4 separate regions of the Gossypium hirsutum genome follow, and regions 2, 3 and 4 are each linked to region 1. The links are chromatin contacts, called in public Hi-C maps. All regions are on one chromosome and are shown on one strand. Each heading gives the region's core, a stretch centred on a gene start, on an enhancer-like site or on the middle of the called end of the contact. The rest is flanking DNA. Distances are from core to core; before and after follow the strand shown.

Region 1 (6,787 bases), core at 1,443-3,942:
TGAGGGTTTTTAAGAGAGATAAATAATTGATTTTGAAATGCATTTTATTTTTATGAGTGAAGTTGATTATGAAATGTATTCTATTTTTGTAAATAGAAATAGTGATTAAATTTTTTTATTATGAGTGCTTTAAAAAAAAAAGTAGTTACAAAATATGCTCTATTCTTTCTATGAATAAAGATCAAACTTTTTGTTAGGGATAAAATGAGTAATTATCATACCATATTTTATGTTAAAATTTTTAATTTAGAGACATAAATTTATATTTTTTAAAAAGTAAAAATAATATATAAATTTAGCATTATTTTCATAAAAAGAAATCATTTTGAATCCAAACTTTTGTTTTTTTATTATTTAAAACGTACGTAGTTTTAAAACATTTATTTATAACACCATCTTAAAGCTTTTATAAATTACCATACAAAATAAAAATAAATGGCAAAGCAACACAAAAAGAGGAGGCTAATTGCTCCACCGACAGTATATTAGCACATGTGGTGTGAGAAGGCAGAGTAGAAGCCAATCAAGCATGAAAATTATTTGATGTGGGTGGCGTCCCCACTAAAAGTTACTTTTGTTTTGAATTTCACATTTATGATCCCCTAAAACATAAGATTTTTGGTTTTGTCGGCTAAGGTGTGATTGTGGTGGTTTTAGGACCAGTTGAGATGAGATGATCTCAATACCAAATCTCTTATTATTAATTTTACATTTCTGATTGTGTTTCCATTTCAACTTTTCTGGACATTAATGAGGACAGGGAAACATTTATGTTCCAACAGCATTCAAAATGCTGTGAGCTGTAATTTTGATTTTTCTTTAGCATTTATGTGAGGCAATTCTTGTTTTTTCCCACAAAAATTTATATCCTTCAAAGCTTAAAAGATCATGGCTATTTGTCTGTGTCAATTATATGATTTCTCTCATTGAAGTATTAAACCTAAAAGAAAAACAATAAATCTTATATTGTTAAAATTGAAAACTTTAAAAAATGTTGATTTTTTTTAGAAAACAATTCAAACGGTGTTGTTGTCAATTTCCTTTTGCATGAAATTATAATTTTCATCCTCCACTTTATGAAAATTTTAAAAAATATTTTTTTTATTTTAATTTACCAAAATTTGATGATCAATTTTATTAAAATTAAGAAATTAATCTAATTACACCATAAATTATTTATATGCAACAAACTAATTATCAATTCAAGTTTGTGTATCCATCATTTTTAGCACAGAGGATCAAACTTTTGATTAATAAAAGGGTTAATACGTAGTTTACCCTCTAACTTGTCAAAAAGTATTTAATTAGTATTTGAGTTTTTTTATCTAGTTGGTACCTAAACTTGTATTTCATCACTGAAATTGATATCTTCGCATTAACACTGTAAGTTTGTGTGGATGTGACACTGATGACAAATCTGATGGTGACACATGACAACCTATCAGTATGACACATGATGAACATAATTTAAAAAAAAACTTTAAAAATATATAAATTAATAAAAATAAAATTTTTTTCTCATTAGAAATGAACCTAAACAAATGGTTGTCTAAGTACATTTGAATTTAGACAATTATTTGTCTAAGTTCATTTTGATGTGCTTTTAGTAAGTTTATATGTTTTTAATTTTTTATAAAATATTTGTTTATAATTATTTTGAAATTAAAAATATATAAAAGTAAAATATATAAATTAATAATAGATATAAAAAAATTTACATAAAAAATAAGTTAGACAAATGGTTGTCTAATTTAAATGCATGTCTAATTTAAATGCATATGAATAACTGTTTAACCAAATTCATGCTAGATGTTCTTTTTAGTTCTTTTATATATATATATATATATATATATTTATAAAATCTTAATTTTTTTATTTGCATATTATATATTGTATTTTTATATATTTTTCAAAATATTATAAGCTTTTTATATATTTTTAATGGTATATATTTTATATTTTTCTTATAAATTTACATTATATATATATTTTAAATAATAACTTAAAAATTGATATTTTATAAAAAAAATATAATTTTACTAAAATTATATTTAGATTTAAGTGTATCTGGACAACCATTTATTTAGGTTTGTTCTTAATGTAAAAACAAATATTGTTATTAATTTATATATTTTAATTTTTAATTAACCTGACAACTATTTAAATTATTTAAAATTTTTTAATTTTTTTAATTTATGTCTGCTATATGTCAGTTAAAAGATTACTAAATGTTAACATCGGATTGACGATTAATATCAAATCAACCCAAACAAATTGTATTAATATAGAAGGAACAACTTAAGTAACGAAATATTCAAATATTTACTAAATAATTTTTATTTTTGAAAAATTTAAGAGGTCAACCTCTGGATTAATTTTTTAGAAATAAAGAATGGAATACCATTAATAAATAAAAATAAAAAATGTTCTTTGGTTTTTCTAAAAAAAATATTATTCTTTTGGAAATAATAATTACTAAACAAATAAATTAATTTTTATCAAATAATTGATTAAGAAAATCCAAAATATTCTTAAAAAAAAAAGAAGAGAGAAAATCTCAGGAAAAGAAAAAACTCAAGACAGAAAGGTTCAAAAAAAAAAAAACACTGAGACCCCGGCTTCCAGATCTAAATTCTTTCCCCATAGCCAACAACACTCAACAGTCCTTTTTTCTTTTTTTTCTTTTTGGGTTTATTATTTTTCTCTATCTATTAGAAGTGCTTCCTCTTCTACTTGTTATCTTCTCCTTCGTTACGCGTCCTCATTTTCAACACTTTCATCACTACTTTCTCTCTCTAAAACTTTCCATTTTTCTTTTATTCTCTTTCTCTGAAATTGCGACCGAACCAGCCAGGTTTCCAAGCAGACTTGGCTTGCTTCTCAATCCAAAACCCATTTCCCTTTGTTTGTTCCTTTTCCCCCTTTTCGATTATCTTATTACATTATTATAATACCACCGGAGGGTACACTTTTGTGGTGGAGCTGCGATTACTCTTTCTTGTTATGGGAAGTGAAAGGACCAATTTTGGATCTTTTCGAGGAAATTGGTGGTACTGAGACTTGACCTCATTCAGTACTGAAGAAGAGACCGAGGGTTTTCAGAGTTGGATTGTTTCTTATTGCTATAATCGGCTATGGACACTGGAGGCCGACTCATTGCTGGTTCTCACAACAGAAATGAATTTGTTTTGATAAACGCAGATGAAAATGCAAGAGTAAGATACTTGTAACGAAATCTAAAAAAAAAAGAGCTTCTGTTTTTTTTTTTACTTCTTTTTTGTTATTTGAGGAATACTCACTTGCTAATTTTGCTGTTTCATGGGTTTTCGTATTTCTTTCTGTGTATTGCACGAAATTGCGAGTAATTTCATTTCTCTGATCAGGATTTCACTAGAAATGTAACTTGTTTTTTAGGCCAGATTTACAAAATTTTATACCTTTTTGTTCCATTTTGAGCCTTAAACCCCTGAATCATTTGAGTTTCTTTGGGGTTTTGGGTTTTTCGTCATGGGAGTATAAAAATAGAGTTGTCTTAGTGTTGCTTGGTTAATAGGCGTTTCCATTACATTTCGTTTTAGGTGAAGTTCGTTTTTTTTGGTTGTTAACTATATGATTTGTGATGTTTTTAGGTCTGGTTCAGATTTCTTTCTTGCATTTAAGATTTGCTGTTCCTTCATTTTAGATTCTGGGAATTTGGCACAAACTGGAAGAAAGCATATGATTCTGATTCTGCCGTACATATTGGTCTCGTTAAATTGTTGAACTCTTCCAAATCTTTTGGAACTTAAGACATGGATGATTTGAATTTTGTCATAATGCTGAACTAAGCTCTGCTTTTTTTTTTTTGGCAATATTGATTTAAATCTTCAATGAATTAGCTTATACAGTTTTTAATGTAGCGTTCAGTTCCTTATGTATTTATGATTTAATAAGCTATTTGAACTTGCAAGTTGCAATGCTCTCACAAAGGAGGAAATAAGAACGGAAGCTGTTTTTGTGAACCACTGTGTTGATAACCAGAAAAAAATTAACTAAGATGTGAAGAAAATAAATTCCTTATGTCTGCAATTCTATTTTTGTTTGCAAAATATTGCCTTCATCAAAACATATTAAGTTGAAATGAAAATGTTGGTAGTTCTAATTGGTAACTGGTCAAGGTTTGATGTAATTACTGGGTTAGCTTCTAGTACATTTAGGCATTTGTTAAATTCTGTGAGAATTGTTCTCCTTCAGGACTGTGCAAATAGAACTTTCACCACTGCTTTAGTTTGCACTGGATTTGTTGTTCTGGCATTTCATAATCAGGTACTGATGGTACACTCTTTGTGGTTGTTGTTCTTATCAGATAAAGTCTGTGAAAGAATTGAGTGGGCAAACGTGTCAGATCTGTGGGGATGAGATTGAGATTACAGTGGATGGGGAGCCCTTTGTTGCCTGCAACGAATGTGCTTTCCCTGTGTGCAGACCCTGCTATGAGTATGAGAGAAGAGAAGGAAACCAAGCTTGCCCGCAGTGCAAAACCAGATATAAACGAATCAAAGGTGAAAGTGTTATTGCAATGTATGAGCTACATTGGCATTCCAAATGACTTATGAGTGTCCCTAACTAGTGATGTGAGCTGCAGGCAGTCCTAGGGTTGAAGGTGATGAGGAAGAAGATGACATAGATGACCTGGACAATGAGTTCGACTATGATGCTTTGGATCCTCAACAAGTTGCTGAGGCTATGCTCGGTGGGCACCTTAACACTGGCCGTGGTTTCCACCCTAATGGCTCTGGATTGCCTGCACATTCAGAAATAGATTCTTTTCCTCCTAGCTCCCAAATTCCTCTCTTGACCTATGGTGAGGAGGTGAGTCTCCGTTCTCTTCTCCCTGTTTATATTTATATGTAAGAGTTCCAAATTATGGATGCTCTGTGTTCTTAGTTCTTACACTGCTCTACACAAACAGTAGTTGCATTATAACAATATTTTTATTGTTTTAGCATTCGGAGATTTCTGCTGATCATCATGCTCTCATTGTACCCCCATTTATGGGTCATGGAAATAGAGTTCATCCAATGCCTTATACTGATCCAGCTGTACCTTGTAAGTCATTATCCTTCTGCTTGTTACCAAATGTGAATTAATTCTCTCCAGTCTTGGACCTTACTGTTTCCACTGCTGCAGTGCAACCAAGACCAATGGTTCCTAAGAAAGATATAGCAGTATATGGTTATGGAAGTGTTGCATGGAAGGATCGGATGGAGGAGTGGAAGAAATGGCAGAATGAAAAACTTCAGGTGGTTAAGCACAAAGGGGGGAATGATGGTGGAAATGGAGAGGAGCTGGATGATGCTGATTTGCCAATGTAAGTGATTGTTTAAAGCATATGATTTGATTTTTGTTACTACTGTTTGTAATCACTGACAGCCTTTTAGGCAGATTTGTTTCCAAAATTCTGCCGAATTGTACATTTTGCTTGTATCTATTATTGTTCTATTATTATTTAAAAAAAATTGTTTTTGTTTTCAGGATGGATGAAGGCAGGCAACCACTTTCAAGGAAGCTACCCATTCCTTCAAGCAAGATAAATCCTTACAGAATGATTATCATAATCCGTCTTGCAATTCTTGGCCTCTTTTTTCACTATCGACTTCTGCATCCAGTTAGGGATGCTTATGGCTTGTGGTTGACATCTGTAATATGTGAAATATGGTTTGCTGTTTCGTGGATTCTGGATCAATTCCCGAAATGGTACCCTATAGAGCGTGAAACATACCTTGATCGGCTGTCTCTGAGGTTTGTAGTAGTGCCCGCAACTTACTATGTTTTATGTTTCTATATGAATATTTGTCATGAATTCAGATTTCTGCCTCCATGCTTAATGTTCCTTCATGCTATTATGAATATGGTGCCACTTGCTAATTTGACCTTTATGCTCAGGTATGAGAAAGAAGGGAAATTATCAGAATTAGCTAGTATTGACGTTTTTGTGAGTACAGTGGATCCAATGAAAGAACCTCCACTAATCACTGCAAATACAGTTTTGTCCATCCTTGCTGTTGATTATCCTGTCGATAAAGTCGCATGCTATGTATCAGATGATGGTGCTGCCATGCTCACATTTGAAGCTCTCTCTGAGACATCTGAATTTGCTAGGAAATGGGTTCCTTTCTGTAAAAAGTTCAATATTGAGCCCCGTGCTCCAGAGTGGTATTTTTCTCAAAAGATAGACTACCTAAAAAACAAGGTTCATCCAGCTTTTGTCAGGGAAAGGCGAGCAATGAAGGTATGATTTCTTGTAATGCATTTTAAGATGTATTCTATTTAAGTTATTTTATTTAAAGTTCTAAAAATCCTTGCAATTTCTAATCAATCTGAGGTTGAATTTAGGAATTGTGATTTTTTCTTTTGATAACAATGATTAATTTATTTGAATACATTGTTTGATTGGACAGAGAGAATATGAAGAATTTAAAGTTAGAATAAATGGACTGGTATCCGCAGCACAGAAGGTTCCCGAGGATGGTTGGACAATGCAGGATGGAACTCCATGGCCTGGAAACTGTGTTCGTGACCATCCTGGCATGATTCAGGTGAGATAGTGTTGCATCTGACTTGCCTTATTATTATTATTTTATTTTGAAGTGTTTGTTATGGAGAGCAATTGAAGCATTATGGAGGAACTTTACTGTAGAGAAAACACCACCTTTAGGATAGACACATTTCTTGACAAAATGCATCATTCTTTGTTACCTTAACTATTTATTTGATTTGTTTCTTGTGGCCATGCATGTGGGAGAGA
Region 2 (7,527 bases), core at 804-3,303, 820 kb before region 1:
ACTGTCGGAACCAGGACCAGAGTCAGAGTCTTTTTGTTATTCTCGTATAAGAAACAGCAAATTCTCTAGATAGTATTGGCTTCTCTTAGAAAGTCAAACTCATATCTGATTTTGACAACACAAAGGATAAATAATTAACAACATGCAGAGGAACAAAGAAATCCAAATCCGAGTGGTACGATTCTCTCAATTTACATAATCTGAAAATTACATAAAAGAAGGACAGATGTGTTTTGCAAGGAACAACAGTGTGAATACAGATACCTGTTTTTCCATTTCCTTAGCAATGGAAAAAAGATCAAATTTGATATCAGCCTTTTGCATGTACAGTACAAATGCTTGCAAGTTACGAATGTCAGTCATCATAAGATCCTGGATTCCCGGATGTTGCACCTGCCATAAACTTGAATGGTCAAAATCGCATAGACATATGAGGCTTTAAAATCATCTTCAAGGGAACTTACCTTAACAACAACATCGTTCTTATCACCTCTCAATCTTGCTTGATCAACCTAAGTTAGATACGAACATATGTTAATGTATATCAATTCGGTTTTTGTAAGCATTATCCTATTTCCGGAACCCGAGAATCCTGCAAAAATGTTAAAATTTATGGTAGCATTAAAACAGCAAATGTGCCATATCTTAATGTATGTTGGAAAGCATGAAGCTTGTTTAATGACAATGTTCAAACTTCAAAGATTTTATATGTTTAAATACATAAACCTATACCTTTCCCAGCATATGCTCATACAAACTTATACCCTTCCCAGCATGCTCATATAAACCTATACCTTTTCTAGCATGCTCATATAAAATTTCAAACCAGGTAAAGAAATGAAAAAGTAATACCTGTGCAATCGATGCTGAACCGAGAGGATTTACATCAAAATTCTCAAAAATTTCACCCATGCTTCGACCAAACTCCTCCTCTGAAACAAGTTGAACAACATCAAATGGTATATTTACCAATAAAAGTATTTAGTACCAAAGTGGAATGGAAAATATCAATAAGTAAAACAGGATTTCAAAAGGAACATAAATAAATTTGAACATACAGGTAAAATTTAGCCTTTAATTGAGCTGGAAGAACATAAAAAGCAAATGTTGTGCAGTTTGCCAATAGCTAAGAACAATAAAATCAACAAAAGGAGCAATCAATAAGAATCAAACAGTACAAAAGAAAAAGTAAAAACAGACAAACCCATTTAAATTTGAACTGAAAGAACACAAAAACAAAGATTGTAATTTACAAAGAGCTAAGAACATCAAAATCAACAAAAGGGGCAATCAATAAGAATCAAATAGTATAGAAAAAGTAAAAACAAACAAACCCATTTTAATTGAACTAAAAGAACACAAAAGCGAAGACCGTAGTTTAAAGAACTAAGAATAGCTAAATCAATCAATAAGAATCAAACAGTAAAGAAACTAGAAAAAATAGAAAAAAAACTAAAAAAACAAACTCATGTTGTTTATCCCACATTGCTAATTGCTTTTGTGGATCCTTCACAAAACTCACTCGAAGTTGAACCACCTATCATTTCAACAATTACCCAACAATGTAAAACTATCAAATTAACAACAAGAAGAAGAAGATAAAGAAGGGAACTTAAAGCCCGTATAAATATCAACTGCTCGAACCCAGAATTGAAATGAGCGATGCCAAGGTCTTAAATAAAGAGAAACCTTGTCTTGAATCGCTTTGAAATCAAAACCAGAAGCTAATGTGTTCTTCAATTGAGTCTGGATTTTTTTCCTTGCTAAAGATTTTGCCCTTAATTGGGAAATTTCTATAATCTCTATTCCTACGAGGAAAAGATTGAAAAAATTGGTGAGGGGCAATGGTGTTTAGGGCTTTATAAATGGAGAAGGTAATGAACGTAGAGGCTATAGTTGAAACTGCAGAAAGGATGACGATGAAAAATGAGGGTAAAAATGAAAAAAAAAAAGGTATTCTCTCAGCATTCCTACCATGCTCTGAATGGCAATTCAGAGGGTGGGACAAAATCCTCCATGCAGTGATGTGCAGGAATAGAAAACTAAACAGCAAGGCCTGTAATACACATTCCATTGAATCACACAAGGGTTTGTGGTGGACCATATAATTGAGTTGTAATAGCTATGCCATTACATTGAACCAAACAAGTTTTAACCGGACGATTGTTTCACTGTAATAGAATAGGGTTGTAATTGAATAGAGCTGTAATGTAATAGAGTTATAATAAGTAATTTAACTGTTTAGTTGAATGGAATAGAATAGAACTGTAATAGTATTTTTGTGTTTGGTTAAATGGAATGATGTTGTAATAGCATATGGAAAAAAACTAAAATGACCATAATACCTTCAGTAGAATTTTTTAAGATAGATGATTATTGTTATTGTTATTAAATTTTAATAAGATTATTATTAAAAATAATTTAATAAAAATAATAAATAGTTTAACCATATTTTAACATAATTATTATTAAATATAATTTAATAAAAAATATAATTTAATAACATTCTTAATATTATTATTATATGAATTAAAAAATCCAAATATATAATACTATAAAAATATATATAATCTACTTTATTATTTTTAAACTGCAATACATATTTAATGTGCTAAAATATCATTACTGAAATAAATAATTTAATTATTCTACAATAAAAAATAATTAAATATTAGAAGTAATAAATAACTCATTGCTAAAAAAAATAATAAATAACTTGAGAATTATATTTCACATCCAAGCATAATATTCATATATTAACAAAAAACTACATGATTTCATTAGTTTATATGTCATAATCCATATGTTTTAAAATTTTATAACATCAAAAAGTTACAACATTGTAATGACATTCTATCATGTCATTATAAAATCTAAATATTACAAACACAAAAAAATACAAAATGAAAAATACAAAATAAATTCACTACTTTATCTTATGGTCGGGAGTTTGATCCCTATTCATGAGAATAGAGCACATTTTGTGACTATTCATCCCACAATAGCATAATACTTTATTTTAATTTACATTTGTCATTATACGTAAATTTGTCAATTAACTTAATGTGATTGAATTTTGCCACTAAAATTTGAATTTTATTGAATATTTCCACCAACTTTAATTTTTTTTAACTAAAATTTACCACCCAATATTGATTTTGATGATTTGAAAACAAATTTTAACAAAAAAAATATTCTTTCAAATATTTTATTTTAAAAGTTAACCATAACTTAATTTATAAAATATAATACATTAAATTAGAATTTTTATTTATTAAATTAAAGGACTTGAAAATTAAATATAAGTTAACTTTAATTTTTAAAATTATATTAATTAATTTATTATTTTAACTATTAAAATAAAATATTAAAAATATGTTTTAATTAAAAAATATCTTTAAATAAATTTGAATAAAAAAATTCAAGTAAAGATAAAACTAGGCAAAATTTAATAGAGAGTTCAAAAAATAATAGGCAAAAGTTGCTGTTGAAGGCTCCGCACAAGTTCCTAAAGTCTCTAAATGTTCTTCTCTTGTGATAAAATGATCTGCAACAAGTGAAAGATTACAAGTTAATCACAGGTAGAATAGCCGACAAAAGGTATGTATCATGCCAAAAACATAACTTCATTATAATTTGCCTTTTCCCAATAGCATATTGTAAATGAAATAGCAAGAATTTTGTCAAGACTATCCAACAAATGCAACAATAGATAAAAGCAAGAATTTTACTAACAGAAATAGAATGTGCTATGTCACATTTATGGCTTTTCCTCAATAAAAAGCTTCCCACGACAATTATGTCGAGCTTTGAAAGGTGAAACCTATGTAAAATGCCAGGTTAATCACTAAACATAACAAGTTCTCTTGAGGAAAAGATGTAAACCTCATCAGAAAAACAAGAAGCATCAGCAACTAATTTGGTGACAAGAATAGAGAGCATCATAAAAAAGTTTTGGTCTTATTATATTAAATAAATAAATGAACCATTGATTTTAAGTTTTAACATTTTAATTAAAATCATGTTTGATTTTTATATATAATTTTTTATAGTTGTAGCAATACTAAAAAAAACAAATAAGATCAAAATTTAACTATTAAAATAATATCATTTACAATCTATAAGAACTATATATGAAAACTGCAAAATAGGGTATATCTCTATTTGATTTAAAATCATTTCATGAACTAGTTTCTATGCTTAGGAGAAGATCACTTAATCTTGATTGTGCTTAAATATGGTACAAGGCATTTCAACAATTTGATTTAGATAGTAGACAACAATGGGGCTTAAACTTGCAGCTGTTCTAGTACAAATGCAGCTTAGCTTATGCTATGTAGATTATTAAATGGGCTATACAGGTAGGGTTGAGTGGCAAGAGCAAGGACTTGAGAGGTATACATGCTTGTACAGATAGTAAAAAAGTGACATTTGGTCCATCTATTTTTTAGCGTTAATGATGAAAGTAATAGAAGGGCATTTGACAGGGAAGAGCTAACTTCATCAAAGCTCTAATAGTTATTAGGAGTAACTAATATTTGAATTTTGTTTCAACTGTTTGAACAAAAAAATAAACTGGCTTCCTTCACGAATCAAGCCCTCTTATTGCGTGTTTGTCATCATTTTGTACTGATTAAAGAAAATATTTTAGCTACAAATCATAAGTTACATAGAGTAACTTAACACTGCCATCATAATAATCTAGCACAAGATAGTGTTAAAGGTCTTCAAGAATTCAAGTCCTCATAATTTGCAGATCCCACAACTGTTCAGAGGGCCATTTTTTCAGGCAGGAGGGGGCAACAAGGAGCCTATTTCAGACTATCAGATTTATCAATCATGATTTTTCATCACTTCATACCAAATAATGATTCAATTGAATTTAGTATAAAGTAATAAAGAAACTGCTTGAATATATTATGAAGCTACCTATATGTTCAAAAGGTTCAATATGCCAAATTAATGAAGCAACAATATGGGAAATTATTAAATTTACTCTGACATACCTTACAGACTCACTTGGAAGATCCAGTACAATGACCCCTGTGCTTATCTATAATATATCTCTATGTCTACGAAGCATTAACAACTCGCTTTTCTATGAAAGGAGGAGCTAAAATCTTAAACACATACTATTTTGACATTTATTTAATACTATACATATACAAATAACACAAAGCAGAAACCAGGACATCCTTCGTGAAAGAAGAGAGGACAAAGTGTCTCTTATTATTGGTTCTTTTTTTTTAATTTCAGGAAAATATGGATTAGAGGTGGTCCAATACTGTTATAAATAACTATTCTGGTCTTATTCAGACATAGCACTAAACCATAAGTCAACTTAAATCACACAAGTATTAATTTTTGTGCATTTTCTTAACCCAATCGATAGAAAATGACTAATTGAGAAACATACCAGGTGCACAAAGAAATCTTCAACAACAGCTGTATTACTCTTTAATAGAAATGCTTCGTTCCTGTTTTAAAAACAAAATCCACATAATTCTGCATGTGCGGTTGAAGATGATAAGGATCCTGATGAAATTTTTATCCACTCTTCACAACCGAAGCTTGAGGATGAATTTGTGGAAATGGGAAATCGATGGAAATTATAGAATTCAACCGGAGCTTGAGGAGGGAGAATCGATGGAATTCGCCGATAGGTAAGAATTTGGTGGCTTTAGTTTGAAATTGGATCTAGGTTCGGGCTTGGATAGGGTTGGTGAGGATGGTTCAGAGGTGAAAAAGATTGAGAAGGTTGGAAGCAAATAGGAATCAGAAGTGAAAAAAAAGAAGAAGAATAAGAAGAAGAAGAAGAAGAAAAATGGTCAGATGTGAAAAAGAAGAGAAGGGCAAAGTCGATAAAATTTCAGGCTGAATATGTATTCAATGAGGAGGCTGCTAAATTATAAACGGTAGTTTTGTCTTGAATAAGGCTGTAAGGAATAGGGCTGTAATAGCCCATTCAGCCAACCAAACAATGGAATAGGGTTGGGCCCACTGAATAAGGCTGTAATGGTTTAGCGTTACAGCCAACCAAACAAGTTGTAAGTGTTTTTTATCAATTAAGAAAAAAAATCTCAAATACCAAAAGAAAAATAAATATCGAAAAAATTTTTTAAGGTGGATAAAATTAAATTGTAATTTTTACGATAATAAAAATATAATTTCACTATTTGAATAGCCTATTTTTTCTATAATTTTTAAAGTATTAAATTAAATTTTTATCATTTTTAATGGTCAAAATGTAATTTTACATTTACTAATTTAAAGGTCTAAATGAAAAAAATTCATTTTAGGAGGGCCGAGCCCCTGTCAACCCCCCAAAGTACACTCTTAATCTTGATAACCTTAGTCTCTTACTTTCAATCCCATTGTAAATATGTGCTTCAAAAAGAACACTTGAAATCGTTTGTTTCAAAGTAAAAGCTTTTACAGAAAATACTTTCAGCCTTTTTTTATGTTTGTTTCATATAAAATAGGATGGTCAATGTAAAATAACCCCATTATTCCTGTAAAATGTCTTATCATTTTTTTTTCCATAAGACATTTTCCAAATTGACAAGACTCTATTCACTGTAACACCCGTCAAAATACTGGGATGTTACATTCTCTACTACATTATTCATTTATCAAATATTTTCTTATCAATTCATAAATTTTCAATTTAGTGTCTTTTTGTCATAAAAGTTTAATATTCCCTAATTAATCATATTAAATCAATTTTCTTTCTTGTTACATTTTATTCACATAATTTATCTCAATATCTTGTTCCACATATCAAATTTCTATATATTTCACTTCTATTATTTCATACACATTTTTTTCAAGTTTAACAATTTAGTCATTGTCATCATAAAATTTTTCATATTTTTCAACAAATTCACTTTTACAATACTTTATGCATATTTCATCATCTCATAACACATTTATTAAACTTTTATCATAATTTCCTTATTCACATATTAAATTGTTTGAAATTTAAACTTTTTTACATTTTTAATTTAGTCCCTATTGCCATGTAATTTATTTTTCACAGCTTAATCAAATAATTTATTATAATATCTTATTTCACATAACAAATTTTCACACATTCCACTTCTCTTGCTTCAATTACAAAATTTACAAAGTTTACAATTTAATCCTTAACATAAAAAAGATTCATTATGTACTATATTTTCACCTTAACATAAATTTGTAATTAATTCACTACTTTATTTAAATTCTTTATCATAAATCTATAATATATGTTTGTTTCATTGAAAACAACTTTTATGAAATATTTTCAAGAAAGCTGTCAAACACTAAAAATTATTTTCTGAAAACCATTTTTAGTAAAACAAACAGAGCCTAAGAGATTATCCAAATTTCTTTTAGCCTAAAACTTGTATTACACTGTCAAAAGAAAAAAAAAGGGGAAGGGGGAGATTGGGTGTTGTGCTCTTTATTTTAGTGAAGTAGATTAAATATTCTATCTAAGACTTAGATTTATTTATTTTGATCTAAGAGTTAAAAACAATTTAATTC
Region 3 (7,540 bases), core at 1,551-4,050, 840 kb before region 1:
TCGTTTAACATGTGCTTTTAACTCACCCCACATATATAGAATGTTGAGACACAAGAAAGTCATAATACTACTCGAAACTGAAGGCAGAGGATCATATACTGCAAGAGGAAGCAGATGAATCTCAATAATGTGCATTCACATCATTCTAAACATTGTTTTATGCATTAACTTAAAGTTATTATCAGAAATGCATAAAGACAAATGAATTTGAAGGAATATAGCAGATTATGCAAAATGATATTCCCAGTATGCTAAATTCTAGAAATTGCAATAGTGAGTTATTCTAAAGGAAATAAACATGGTATTTCAAGTGTACACAAACTTCCAAAACATTACATTAACATTTTCCCAGATAAATTAATGTGAAATCTTAGCATGCTTGAAAGAAGTTGTTGATAATTCATAGAACAACCAATGTTGTCAAGGGCGAAAGGTGCATCTAGGTACTAGAACCCTTATATTGCCTCAGGCGCAAGGCTCAAAGATAAAAAGAATGCTTACTTAAGCTATGTAGTGCCGTATAAGTATAAGTGCATGCTTTTATATGTGTGTATGATAAGCTTAAGATATACAATCATCATGACAATATCTCTAAAGAATGGTGAAATTTATTTGCAGAAAATGCAAGTATTTTTTGGTCAATATGCATGGTTCTTTACAGTCCCATGCCTACTGTTGAATAGGCAAATATCAAAAAGAGGAGAGTTTGATGCTATCCCCTTTTTACCAGTAAAGCAACATCTAATGAAAAAAAGAAAAATAAAATAAAGAGTAACTTCGACCAGGCAAGCTTTTTTATGCATATTGCCCTTAACAAAAAGTATGCCTAGAAGCACCAAGTGTGTGCCTGATCAAATGCACCTCGCTTGAAAGGGTATTGAGGTGCTTTATTATCAAGCACAAGGAGCAAAGTGTAGATACAATACTGACTACATCCTTCACAAAGAAATAAAATAACCAAGTTAAACCCGACTAACCTTGCCTGCTTTTGAGAAGAATTCATAGACATCTCTCTCAGTTGCTTTTAGAGGCATCTGTCATCAACCAATTCAAGGTGAACAACAATTAATAAATAGTGAAATTTAAAAAAAAATGCATGTTGATACACATAAATATTACATTTATATCATACAATACTTTGAAGATGAAAGCAAAAATAGCAATTTATCTACCTGATAAGCAAAAACAGTTCTCTGGTCCCTCTCAGGATCAGCCTCAGGCTCCACTGCATCTTTCTTATCCTTAAATCTCCTGAAACATCCATGTTCATGAGATAATTCAGGATGCCACTAAAATCATGCTCTAAAAAAGAAAAAAGAACCATCTGCACAAAATTACTAGACATTGCCATCGACATCCTACCAAAAATGCACATACAAAAGGCATTACAGTTCTATAACTCTAAAGGATACAACTAAGGAATCCTCTCACCCTATTTCTTGCATATAAATTTACTCCAAAAAATGAATTCTGAAACATCATAAAAAACAATAAACTTCATCCCTAAGGGGTGAGCAGTGAGCACTTCAACCATGTTTATGTGCTTAGATCATGACAGACAATATAATTGGATGGTATAAACACGATGCAAAAATGCATGTTTAATTGAACTTAGCAGTCATCTAGTCATTTCTACATCTGCATAAACATTACAATACTTCAACATAGGTGCCCAGAAATTCATTTTGCACATATAATGTACTTTTTAAAAAATTACCTGCTATCTCTGATGTCAATTTCACGTTCCCTCTCTTGATCGCGTTCACTCTCGTGTCTCCTCAACCTACTACTGCTTCTCTCTCTCCTATCTCTCTCCCGCTCCCTCTCTAGCTCACGATCACTCTCGTGCCTCCTCGACCTACTACTGCTCCTCTCTCTCCTATCTCTCTCCCGTTCCCTCTCAATCTCACGATCACTTTCGTGCCTCCTCGACCTACTACTGCTTCTCTCTCTCCGGTCTACCTCCCTCTCTTTCTCCTTTTCCTTCTCTCTTTCCCTTCTCTCTCTCTCCTTTTCCTTCTCTCTCCTATCCCTCTCTTTCTCCTTATCTTTTTCTCTTCTTTCTCTCTCCCTTTCCTTCTCCCTCTCTCTGCTACCCCTCCTCTCTAAATCCTTATCTCTATCTCTCTCCCTTTCCCTATCCCTGTCGCGGCTGCTTCTATGGCGGTCCTTATCCCGATCTCGCCTCTCCTCGTCGTCCTCATCGCGGCCGCTTCTCGATTTCTTGCTGCTCCTCTTGCCCTCGTCATCCTCTTCCTCTCTATCTCCATCTCTCTTCCTATAGCTTCTCTCGCTCTTATCCTCCGATCCTCCTCTGTCTTTCGTCTTCTTCGGATCTTCCTGCTCCTCAACGGTTTTTTCCAAATACTCGTACTCGTCGAAATCCATTATTTTGTTTCAAAACTTCCGAGATTTCACCTCTTTTTGTTGAAGGTAATAAAGTTGGAACCTCGAAATATGGTTTGAGAAATTAGGGTTTTGTTGGGGTTCAGCTGTCAATTGCAAGGGTTTGGTTTAATTTGGGTCCTCGAAATCTGGGAATGGGACTTGGGTGCAATTTGATAAAATTGCGTGGGCTTTGAGAGAATTTACCAAGAAGTTTGAAGAAAGATTGAAGAAAAGAAACGAGTAGAAACAAAGACAAACAGCAAGTGATTCCCTTTTCCACAGCACATTCACCGGATACGATATGTGTGAAGTGTGTGAAGTGTGTGAAGCGTACGGAATCTATGGGCTTCCAACTTCGTTGTATACAATATTGGGTATGTTATAGGTTTCTGACAATAAGGGTTGGCCTGTGTTTTAGGGAAAATTTGTTCGTCCTTTTTGTGTATTTGTTTTTAAAAAAATAATTTGATTAATAGAAAATGAAATAAAATTAATGTAAAATAAGTTTTTTTTAAATAAATTATCCTCTTAAAAAGCGTAAGTTATTTTCTATAAAAAAATTTAATTAATTTAAGTTAAGCTTAATAATATTATATTGATAATAAATTTTATTTTTATTTTTAAAAATATTTAAAATTATTAAAATATTAATAAAAATATTATATTTTTAATATTATTAAACATATATATTTTATTATTTTATTATATTGATAATAAATTTTATTTTTATTTTTAAAAATATTAATAAAAATATTATATCTTTCAATATTATTAAACATACATATTTAATTATTTATATTTAGTTATATAATAAATTATTTTTATAATTAATATAATTTATTAATAAATTATTTAATATTTTAATTTTATTTTAATAATAAATTTTAAAAATAATAAATTTAAATAATATTATTCAATATTATTGAAAATATTTAATACTAATATTTTAATAATAAATATTTATTACAATTATAAATATGTTAAAAATATTTTTTTTGGAGAAGAAAGGTTAAAATATGTCGTAAGTCTATATAGTATTCACAAATTTGTAATTTAGTCTCTGTACTTTTATTTTTAATAATTTAGTCCGCCTACTTTTCAATTTTGAAAATCAAGTTCAATTGTTAACTTTTTTTTTTTGTTAATTTTGTTGATATCACATTTTTAAATAAAAATAATCACTTGATAGTCTTATAACTAAAAAATGACGTTGTAATAAACCTAAATTTTAAAAAATGTTTTTAATTTAAATTTATAGATATAAAATAAACTCAATTAAACAATGAAAAGACAAGAAAATCTCAAATGTATGTTTGTTTTATTTAAAACAATTTTTATGAAATATTTTTAATAAATCTGTCAAACAACAGAAAATATTTTACACAAATTCATCCAAAAACCAAAAAATATTAATTCTTCCAAGAAAGTAAGTCATTCTCCAGAAATCATTTTCAGTGAAATAACAGACCCTAACTTCAAACTCTATTATTATATAAGAATAGTGTGATTGTTTCACATAAATTGATTTAGGCCTCAGTTTGATAGATGATTAAAAAATATAAAAAAAATATGGTAAATAATAAGTAGATAAAAATTACTTTATCATTGAAAGGAGAATGTTTTCAATTTATTTATCAAACAATCTAATTATATTCAGTAATTAATTTTAAAAATATATTAAACAAATTTTATAACTTAAATTCAGCACTCAAATTTTCAACATTTATTTTTTCAACATTTAATTTTTCAATTTATCAAACAATACCTTATATAAAATGTTTTTTTTTGCATTTTATTGTATTTGATTCATTAAAAAAATTGACCAACAAAATATTACTTGCAAATGAATGGAAATTAAGCTTTTCCTTTCTCTTTTTTATTTTTATTTTTTTTAATTGAGTTAATTTTTGAAAAACATAAGTTATTTTTTAAAAGAAGTGTTCATTTATGGGTTTTTATTTAAAATTAAATTAAATTAAGCATAATATTATTATATTAATGATAATTTTTTATTTTTTTATTTTTAAAAATATTAAAATATTAATATCAAATATCATTTTCTTTTAATATTAATCTCATTACATGTTCTTATCATATTTGCTCTTTTTTCATACAATACTTAGAACTACCCATAGCCCTTCCCCAACACTTAAATAGGAAGATAATGTGCTTCAGCGCACTTAAACTCACTTCCTCCTGCACTAACAAAAATATCGATGTCAATCAAGTTAACACTCAATCGACAAATATTAAAATGTTGAATAATATCAAACATACTTATTTAATTATTTATATTTAATATAGTAAATTCTTTAATATTACAACTTTACTTTTAATAATAAATTTTAACAATAATATTTTTAAATTTTAAATAATATTTTTAAATAATATTGAAAAATGTTTATATTAATATTTTAACTATGAATAAATATTACAATTTATAGATATTTAATAATAAATAAAATATTATTATTTAATAATATAAATATAAGTATTTGTTTAAATCATGATTAACTTCATTTATCCATTCCAACTCTAATGTGTCATTATTCACTTTCATATATGTAATTAGTTTTCTTAGCCGTGCGATTCACTTATTAAGTGTGTATATCAATTAAAATGTATTAAAAATTTTCTAATTTTTATATAATTTTTGTGAATGATATGAGAAAAAATTCAAATTGATTATTCAAGAAATTGTTAGAAATAATAAGTGAAACAATAATTAAAAGGAATAAATCTTAAAATAATACATAAACTTTGGTTTAATATGCATATTTATACATAAACTTTTATTTTATGTAATTTTATACATGAAATTTTGATTTGATCCAATTCTCACAAATTAATATAGTTATTGATATAGCGCTATTTTATATTTATATATTGCATACAAAAATAATTATATTTATCTAATATATAAATAAGTTGATGTATTTATTTCTTTAAAAATGTATGACTGGATATAAATAAAAATTATTTTATTAAAAAACAATTTTTGGTAATTATTTTTATTTAAATAAATTTTAATTTTTTCCAACAGTTTTAAACCTTTTTTACAAGCTTTAAAAAACATATTTTTTTGAAGTAATTCTATGATTTTATTTATGAAAAAAGTCCCATATTTATTTGAGAAAATAGTTTTTAAGTAATAATTTTAAATTAGAAATTTTTATGTTTAGCACCTTTAAGACATTGATTAAAAATTAGAAAAAAAATGTTTAGAAAATAATGGATTATTTGTAAAATTTTGGGAGTGACATTTTTTTATATGTAACGAAATAATTGTTTAGAAAATATATAAAAAATTGTTTGGTGACATGTTTTTAGGTGGGATTTTTTGTTTCAATATTGTATTTATTTTCTCAAATTTCTGGGTGGAATGTATAGAAGAATGGTTAAATAAGTTTAAATATGTCGTTTTTTTTAATTGGTTAAAAATATTTTTTTTAATTTAAGAAAATAGGTTGATTTTAGAGAGAGTGTATGAAAGTGCATCCAATTGGACAAATTTTCTACTGACATGTCAAAGAAAACGTGCCCAGCTAGAAGTGTTTTCTAAAATTTCTAAAGAAAACGTATCCAATTGGGAATGTTTTCCCTGACATGTCAACAGAAAACTCGCTTAGTAGGACGCGATTTCACACTCTTTCTCTAAAATCGATCTATTTCACTAATTTTAAAAAAGAAGATTTATTTAACCAATTAAAAAAATCAGCACATATTAAAGCAAAAAGTAAAAAGTAAAAAAAAATAAATTGTATTAGCGACAAATTCAAATTGTTGTATATAATTATCATTAAATATTTTAAAAATTATTTATTTTAATTTATTGATTTTTTTTCAAAATGTTGTATTTTATTTTAAATATTTATTTATTTTAATGCATCCTACGTCGTTGATGGTGCGCATTCTAAGGGCCAAATACTTTCCTAATACAAGGTTTTTTAATGCTCAGTTAGGTTCCAAACCATCACTCGTTTGGAGGAGCATCTAGAGTGTCAGGAAATTAATTGAGATGGGGCTGAAATGGAATGTGGGAACAGGTGAAAGCATTAACATTTGGGAGGACAGTTGGGTGCCAAGGTTTTTACCTGGAAAAGTTAAAACTTCTAGATTAGGTAATATTGAGAAGGTGTCTAAGCTTATTTTGCCAAATGGAATGGGTTGGAAACGGGATTTGATTGACTCGCTTTTTGTAGCTGCTGATGCAATCCTCATTCAGGGTATTCCTTTACCGTCTGTTCCATAAGAGGATTTCTCGTGTGGGACGGTGAACGCTCGGGTTTCTACTCTGTTCGTAGTGGTTATCGTTTATTACTCCAACAGCCAACTCTTTTATCATCTAGGCATTATGTTTTCAAGAAATTTTGGGCAACTAGATGTCCCCCGAAAATCAAAATAGCTTTGTGGAAATTTGTTCATGGTTTTGTAGCCACTAGACCATGCCTATACAATAGAAGAGTTGCAAATAACCCAAGCTATCCGAGGTGTAATGTTGATCATGAGGCAATGAACCATGTGCTAAGATTTTGTGCTAAAGTGAAAGATGTGTGGGTAATCTTGGGTTACCCTTTGCATATGGTTAGTACTCAAATGGATTTCCATTAGTAGCTTTCATGGATACTGAAAATGCATCATATAACAAAACATAATGAAATTTGTGTTACAATGTGGGCTATATGGTTTGCCCGAAATCATATGGTGCATGAGGGAACAAACCAGAGTGTGGGTGAGATTGTTGGCTTCATTCGCAGCTATTGTGTGAAGTTGGTCTCTGTGATCCATACGAATAATGGTGTAGTCTCCAACATTCAAGTTCGGTGGTCTCTGCCACCTGCAGGGGTGGTCAAAATAAACGTTGATGCAGGGTTTAGATTAAATCAAAAGAAGGCTGCAACAGGGGTTGTAATTCGAGATGAAAGTGGGGAAATTTTGGGGGCTTGTTGCAAAATCACTTACCCTATGCAATTGCGGTGATACACGAGCTCCAATTGCTAAAGAGTTGGGTTTTCTGTCAATAATAGTTGAGGGAGACTCAAGATCTGTTATCAAGAAGATTAACAACCATGAACAGGATTTCTCGGATATAAGGACTCTTACCTGTTCCGCAAATCAGATAGCGAAGGAGTTCTATGCCTGCGCCTTCCAC
Region 4 (7,241 bases), core at 959-3,458, 680 kb before region 1:
CGGGGTATAAGCTCGGTTTATTCCTTCAACAACTGTAGATTGTTCAATACTTTTAGCTTGATCGATTACCATACTGTCTCTAGCTTCAACATGTTCGCCAATCCATATATATCCGTTACGTCCAAGTATCAAGTCAATTCCAAACTGTTCAAGGTGATGGAAATGCTGTTTGCTTTTCCTCACCAGGTAAGGATCAATTATGAGCAACTGGCCTTTCTCAAGCTGTGTACATGTCGATTCAATCAGCAATAGCATTATTAAGATCGACAAACCATGCCAAATCAGAAGGGATATACAAATTCTTTCGAGATAGATACCTTTCCATACTTTTGGCTTCTTGCTTGGAGTTGTAAGCTGCCATCATGCTGGAAATTACGAACCTCGGCCTGAAGAAAAAAGAATGTCATTTCCAACACAAGTGTTCATCATTTTCTTCTATTTGTCATATAGCATGTTCATGTTCATATAAAAATACTACAAAAGAGAACACAAACAAGTGCGTCACTGGACTTACACAGACAATATCATTCTCTTCAAATATACTTCGCATGTTGAGTTCATCCAAAGCAGTTCGCCGTCTCTAATAATACAAAGTGAAATTTAAATTAGGAAAATTTATAACGGAGCAAAAGCAAAATTGTATGTTACTTAGGGATGAGTATCGGACTTAAATGTCCAACATGGGTATATTCAATTTTCTAAAATTTCCATCTTTTAGGAGGATCATATCTACATATAAATGCCCAGATATATGTCAAAAACAGGCTCTTCAAGAAAAATGAGTCAGTATAACATAGGGAAAAAACATAAATATTTTCCCCATATGGCATCAAAACGCAGCTAGCATAAATATGAGGTAGTTTTGAAGCAAGACAAACAAGAAATGAGGAACTTATAAATGTTGCTCATATAAAATTCAATGGATAGCTTCAAGGGATACTATGCAGTATCAGACCAATGGTGGAAGTTCAACTAAAAAGACTTTGCTAGTCTAAAAATATACAAGGAGAACTGCACTCTCACATCAAGCATCCAACCTCAATCGAATTTCATTATAAATTCTCCATAATTTCTGCAAGGAATATACAAGTTACCTGAATACCATCAGGCATGTTCATTGAAGAAAGCATTAAAACCGCATCTTGGCTGAAATTAATTTCCAATCTCCACCGCTTTTGAGCAACCTGAATATGAATAAATGAAAATGCAAAGTCCCTTATGTGTTCCAGAAAAGAAGAATAATTATTTTTGGTACAAAGGGAAATACTGGGTCAATGCCACATTTTGAAGGTAAGTGTTATTCAGCCACTTTAGGCCTTACCTCGACTACACGTCCCACTACGACATCCCCAACCTCTGGCTTGTACCTAGAAGATTTAATAATTCGAAAATAAATAAATTCCAAAACAACAAAAGAAGAATAATAGGATTGAAGAGAGATTTTGTTTGAGAATACCTAGCGCGTAAGGCGCGTACGTAAACCAGTTTGTTGACGCGCTCCACAACGCCGCACACAGTTGCCACCAATTCGCCGTTGAGGTCCGTTGTTCCATATCCCCTTCAGAAAAAAAAGTGAAGAACATAAAACAAGTGTTTAGCCATGCTATATAAGTAATTTAATTGTAGTGTTTAGCGGAGTACTTGAGAAAAGCGTCTTCGTAGTTGACAGGAATAGCATCGGCGACGGTAACGGAAGCGTCGGAATTGGCCTTAGCAGATAGAGACTGAAGCTTTTCGAATGCCCTTTGAAGTCTTACTCTTTGGGTTTGGCTCAACGGTAACTTCAATCCTCTCATTTTATCTTTGTTATCGGCTACTCGGCATAAGCTTGATTTCGGGGTAACTCCTCCTGTAAAACAAAAAAAGGGGAGAGAAGAAGAAGAAGAAACCCTAAACCCTAATGCCGCGATTAAATTTCCCCCCATTCTTTGATTACTAATTGGGCTGTTAACGGGCTATTTAATTGGGCCACCCGGTTGATTTATTCGTACTTCTGTAAGATTTCTGTAATTTTGTTTACGTGACCAAAGTACCCAAAAGTGTATATATATATATTTCCATTATGTTTAAATAAATAAAATGTCAGAAATGTTTGTCTCAATTTTTTGGTTTTTAATTTTATAATTCCACTATTTTATTTCATAATTTTAATGAGCTGCCCTCTAGCTTAAAGAATAGAGAGAGAGAGATGCATAAGAAACAGGGGAAAGTAATGTGGGTTGAAGAAGTTAGATTTTCTGTACAATGATATTTCTTTTGCCTAAATTCTTAGAACTAAGAAAAACCTAATTTAAATAAATTTGTTCAGAAGCGAAGGCTTAACTCAATTGTTAGAAGTCAAAAGCTGTTTTTATTATTTAAAATATATTAAAACATTTTAAAGGGCTATTTGTTATAATTCATGTAAACCTTTTTTTAATGATTAAATAGTTATTTATATCTAATCAAATTAATCTAAATTTAAAATAATTGAGAAATTTAAATTAAACAAATAATTCAACTGTAGAAAATTTAATATAAAGTTGTTACCTCAATCCAAGAAATATGTATTAGAGCAAACAGAATCGATATTAGCTCAATTACAACTCTAATGTTATACTTGGCGTTTTAAGATAAACATCCAATAAATACCTAAATAAGAAAATAAGGTAACACCACAAAGTTCATGGTCACAATCTTGCCAAATAAGAATACCCTAACGAGTAAACACATGGTTTTAGAACATGATCTTATCGACCAAGAATATCTCAACCAATCAACAGAATCACATACTCTTATGCAAGAAAGTAACTCATGAGTAACAAAAGGAATGAACGCAAGTTTTGATCAAAAAGGAAGATCTAGCAAATACTAAGTATTATCTTTCACTATCATTATTCTCTAATATATCTCAAACCCTTTATCTCTTTTAGATACCTGTTGATTTAAGCATCAGATAGCATTTTAGAAGATAAGCTTCGATTCCCTTATAGTTTTCTTTGTGCTTGTAGTTTTTTACTAGCCATCTCAAATCCATTTTCCCTTCTCATAAAGATGACACTTTTAACATATCTAAATAGTATAGTTCACAATTATAATCCAATATTAGTTTACTTATATCATAAATTATCTTTTTATGGTGAAAATGAAAATTCATAAATTAATTCCTATGCTTTTCAATCTTATCCAATTTAATCTAAATGTGATCTTCATCCTACCAATATATATTTCATGTCATTTTTATTCCAAATAATTATTATTAACTTACATTTTCTCAAATTAGTGAAATTACATTTTGGTCCCCATACTTTTTAAAATTTATGATTTGATCATTTTATCACATTTTCACATTCACAACTCTTCATTGATTTCCATCACCAATATCAAATTAATTCCTTATGATCTCTTTTTCTAACTCATTTTTATATTTTCTCAAAGTTCACTAAACATAATCTCAGAACAATACCAGATTTTGTATAGAAAATTTGGGGGCATTACAGTAATAGTATATAATGGGGAGATAAATTATAATATTTTAGTGGAATGACAGTGTGACAAAATAACTTTGTAATTAATAGACAAAGAGCCAAAACTTAATTACAATTTATTTAATTCATAATTATATATGTCTAATCGGTCTCTCTATTAACTCAACACAACTTTTTATGTTTAACATGAACACTTGCATGGGACCGTACACATTGAGCAAGTAGAATTAGTTCACTAGATTTACTCATTGAAATAATAGACATTTTTTTTGTTTGTTAATGATTAGATTGATCTGGGATTAATTTAGTCACTTTGGATATTTATTTAATTAGATCAAATGATGGATTCGAAGTGGATTTAAATTAAGTGATTATAATATTTAATTATTAGAAATAAAATTAAGTAAATAAAATTGTGTATGCATTTTAATGCAATAAAATTGTCATAACTTCAACGAGATTAAAATAGGGTTTGTGTACAATATTTAATTATATAATTAATTTTAATTTTTTAATTGAAATTAATTAACAACCCAAAATATATGTAAGCCTTAATATTAAAAGGTGACAAAACACATGTATGGAGAAACCTTGCCACCCAAGTAAGCAAGGATGTGGCATTAAGAGTAATTATTGGGCTTGATTTACCGTCCATAAGATTTATTATGCCTTGGAGACTCTTTATTTATTGACAATTCTAAATAATTAGACTTCTAATTAACTCTCTCTAAATATCTTATATTCATTGAAGAGATAATATTGATGATTGATGATTGATGAAAATCAATCATTTTATGAGAAATAGAATATTTAGTTGTTTATCCACATACTCAATTTGCTCGTAATTGTTTTTTTTCTCTATAGAGTTCTGAGTGAGCATTATACAACTTTTTTTTAAACGAATCAAAAATCTCTTCACAACTGTATCTATGAGGGAAATTATGCTACCATAATATAGGAAAAATAATAATAATGCAATGTTGAGAAGGGGGAATTGAATAACTCAGTGATGGATATTTATAAAACTAAATTGGATTTGCACTGTCTATAAACAAATATGGACTCTGATAAAACAACCAGTGCTAGTCTATGCTGCTGTTTCTTTCTTTCTTTCTTTCAAAATTCTTTAGCTATCCATGCCCTCAAGATTTCTAGGCAAAGATAAAGTTACCCATTTAAGGTATTTTTCATCCCAAAGGAACTCAGCTAGCCTTAGAAGAGATTTGGTAAAGGCCTGCTGCTGCTTGTTGAGGTTGCTCTTAAGCATCTTCAGCTTCATGGCGTTGGGATATCTTGAGAAGGTCGCCACCGATTTCTCGGTCGTCTTCTACTTTTTCTCTTCGGTTTCCATCTAAATTACCTATGTAACCTTCTGAATTCATGCCCCGGGTAAACCCTCTTTCATTTTCTTGTACATAAGCGTGAAAATTGTTTCTTGAAGGTTTTATCTTGGAGCAGAATACTTCTCGAAAGTTGTTCAAGCAGCCACGGTCATATACTTGGGGCCTTTCTACTCCTCGGTAACGAAATGTCTCATATGTGGTCTAAAGAAATAAATACAGTATAAGAAACTCTTGATAACAGAAAGAGATATAGTAAGTAGCTCACATCTATGTTATACCAACTCTTTATTTTTCTTATTATATTCTTATTTTACACTTATGTTGAATATTTCAGACACAGGTATAAAATATGGTCCTTCAAATATATGAAAAAATTCGAATTAGACATACATCCATATTTGACATTCACTCCCAAGTTAAGTCTAAATAACATAAAAGTCAACATACTCTCATCTCCCTCCCCCTCCCCCATCCCCTCACCTTTTTATTGTCCGTTCTCCTTGTTGAAACTGTTTTGGCATCATGCCGAACCTACATTCTCCAAATACATCAAAGCTATCATTATTCACATATCCCATCCCATCTTACATCCATTACTTTTAGTACCTGAACATTCTTCCATAAATAATTCACAACCTGCACTTCAGGTTTCAGCTTTTGAAAGAGAGAAGAACGAAAATAGAGAAAGTAAATAGTATAAAGATCCTAGTCCATTTTGTGTATGTTCCCATTCCCAAGGTCTATTTTTTTCTTCAAAAGAAATTTGTAGTTTGGCTTTCTAGACATGCTTGGCTGGTATCATTTACAAATAACAGGAAGCTAAAAGCAGCATATCAGAGTACTAGGCTGCAACCACTTACATGAAGAACAAAATACAGGTAATACTTCCGCACCAAAACTCCCAAAAATTTAGAGGGATACTCACCTGGTTTGTGCCAATAAGATATAAGTGGAAGCAGGTAAGTCCTCCAACAAACCAAAGGAAAATGAAGCAATAAACCATTAGTACCACCGAAAGTGGTGACTCTTTTATTGCCTTCCAGACCGTTCCATAGTCATTCGTAAGGAATTTTATGTTCAAGGCAGACATTCCAAAGATAAAGATGCAGAGGATGGTTGAAGACGAAATGAACAAAAAGAATGACCGGTAGTTGCGCTGCATATACATAAAAGGTAAGTTACTCTTTTGTCATTGGGCAAATCTTTCTTACAATGATGATGTTTATCAACATCAAAACATCAATTATACTAAAGATGATACTTCAGTTTCCTGTTTTGTTGGCAAAGGATCTGAAGATAATAAAGTCTAGAAACATATTTTTGCACATGTGAATATTTTGATTGTTTGTAGTGCATAATTTAGATTTGGTTTCTCATTTTTTTTGGCCATTTTAAAAACATACAGATTTCAGCAAGTAAATAGACAACTATTTAAAAAACAAAAGAAAGCCTGATACACTTACCATTCCAATGCACTGGCCTACCCAAGGACAATGGTGATCAAATCGCTCCACACAATTATCACATACAGAGCAATGTGAGCAACGAGGTGGACGATACAACTGGCATGTGATACAATACTTCACCCTAACAGGCACACCATTGACAATAACTTCTTTTGTGGGTGGTAGTCGTGGGGTTGGTGTTTGTCTCCCAACATCAATTGAAGCTGAGGAATCATAACACATCTCTTCTGTTGGTGGATGTAAATTGCGAGGAACAATTCCAGGGTCTCTGGCAGAGGTAAGAAGAAGCAGTAGTAATACCTGTCATAATCAATTAAGGAATTACATTTGACGATTTGTGGTTTCAGTAAAAAATAAATAATGATAATAATCCTACATGATCATATGAATAATATGAAGAGTTATTATTTTAAGTAAAATAATAATAAAATAATAAATTATTATTATTCAACAAAAATATGATTCAAGAGTTATCATTAATAATTTAGCTGCTTCTTCTTCTTCTTCTTCATCTTCTTCTATGTTATTAAAGTGGCAAGTTAATTGGCCACATCAACGATCTTTTTAAGACACTAATGGAAACTGTTAATTAGTGTCTGTTTTGTCACTATGTTAGCGACTCTTTTGTTAGTTTTCAAAAATTGAGTAACTGAAATGAAACTTAGGTGATTGCTTTGTTAGCTACCCAAAATTGAATGACTAGGTAAATTAAAAATGCTATTCCTATTTTAGTTTTTTCAGGCAGGAATCTAGAAAAGAATTGAATTGAAAGGTGATGTTTACAGAGCAGAGGGTTTTATCAAAGGAACTAACATAGATTGTGAAAACTACTGTCACCATGAGAATTGCATAGCCAGCGATATTTCCTGAAGTTTCACCAAGAAGGTTCCGTGCAACATTTGTACAGAAGATAATAACGGGAACAATGATAAGTAGTAAGGTAATAATCAGCGACTTTGCATCTG

Evidence for each region. Hi-C and Micro-C count contacts between places; a contact is called where the count stands out from the background.
Region 2: a Hi-C map of leaf shows a contact between it and region 1, with 1.6 times the contacts expected there. The contact joins the enhancer-like site here to the promoter of LOC107902334 in region 1. A contact is called at or near these places in 2 of 34 Hi-C or Micro-C datasets (both in leaf).
Region 3: a Hi-C map of leaf shows a contact between it and region 1, with 2.1 times the contacts expected there. The contact joins the promoter of LOC107890843 here to the promoter of LOC107902334 in region 1. A contact is called at or near these places in 5 of 34 Hi-C or Micro-C datasets (callus and leaf).
Region 4: a Hi-C map of leaf shows a contact between it and region 1, with 1.6 times the contacts expected there. The contact joins the promoter of LOC107890797 here to the promoter of LOC107902334 in region 1. A contact is called at or near these places in 11 of 34 Hi-C or Micro-C datasets (anther, callus, hypocotyl and 2 more).

What each region holds. Positions count from the first base shown.
Region 1 is chrA11:70,019,269-70,026,055 of Gossypium_hirsutum_v2.1, forward strand. It overlaps LOC107902334 (cellulose synthase A catalytic subunit 2 [UDP-forming]-like), which reads left to right and starts at 2,693. Exons shown (of 14, transcript NM_001326920.2): 1 at 2,693-3,215; 2 at 4,346-4,541; 3 at 4,625-4,851; 4 at 4,986-5,088; 5 at 5,170-5,350; 6 at 5,515-5,781; 7 at 5,926-6,271; 8 at 6,441-6,578. The coding sequence starts at 3,135.
Region 2 is chrA11:69,196,473-69,203,999 of Gossypium_hirsutum_v2.1, forward strand. LOC107890885 (a long non-coding RNA gene) reads right to left here and starts at 6,085. Exons shown (of 2, transcript XR_001682078.2): 1 at 5,417-6,085; 2 at 3,379-3,547. Within about 2 kb of position 2,054, at least 7 of the 9 cell types and tissues checked have an H3K27ac peak or open chromatin away from gene starts, as enhancers often do. A contact at or near this core is called in leaf, where this site is marked.
Region 3 is chrA11:69,177,299-69,184,838 of Gossypium_hirsutum_v2.1, forward strand. It overlaps LOC107890843 (RNA-binding protein 39), which reads right to left and starts at 2,801. Exons shown (of 15, transcript XR_005905265.1): 1 at 1,718-2,801; 2 at 1,173-1,251; 3 at 978-1,034. LOC107890874 (a long non-coding RNA gene) reads right to left here. Exons shown (of 3, transcript XR_005905273.1): 1 at 7,492-7,540; 2 at 7,351-7,402; 3 at 7,011-7,225.
Region 4 is chrA11:69,344,284-69,351,524 of Gossypium_hirsutum_v2.1, forward strand. It overlaps LOC107890797 (exosome complex component RRP4 homolog), which reads right to left and starts at 2,209. Exons shown (of 7, transcript XM_016815361.2): 1 at 1,642-2,209; 2 at 1,457-1,558; 3 at 1,322-1,367; 4 at 1,095-1,184; 5 at 515-580; 6 at 318-386; 7 at 1-222. The coding sequence starts at 1,925. It overlaps LOC107890802 (protein S-acyltransferase 8), which reads right to left. Exons shown (of 5, transcript XM_016815377.2): 2 at 7,090-7,241; 3 at 6,274-6,576; 4 at 5,736-5,966; 5 at 4,462-5,011. The coding sequence ends at 4,727.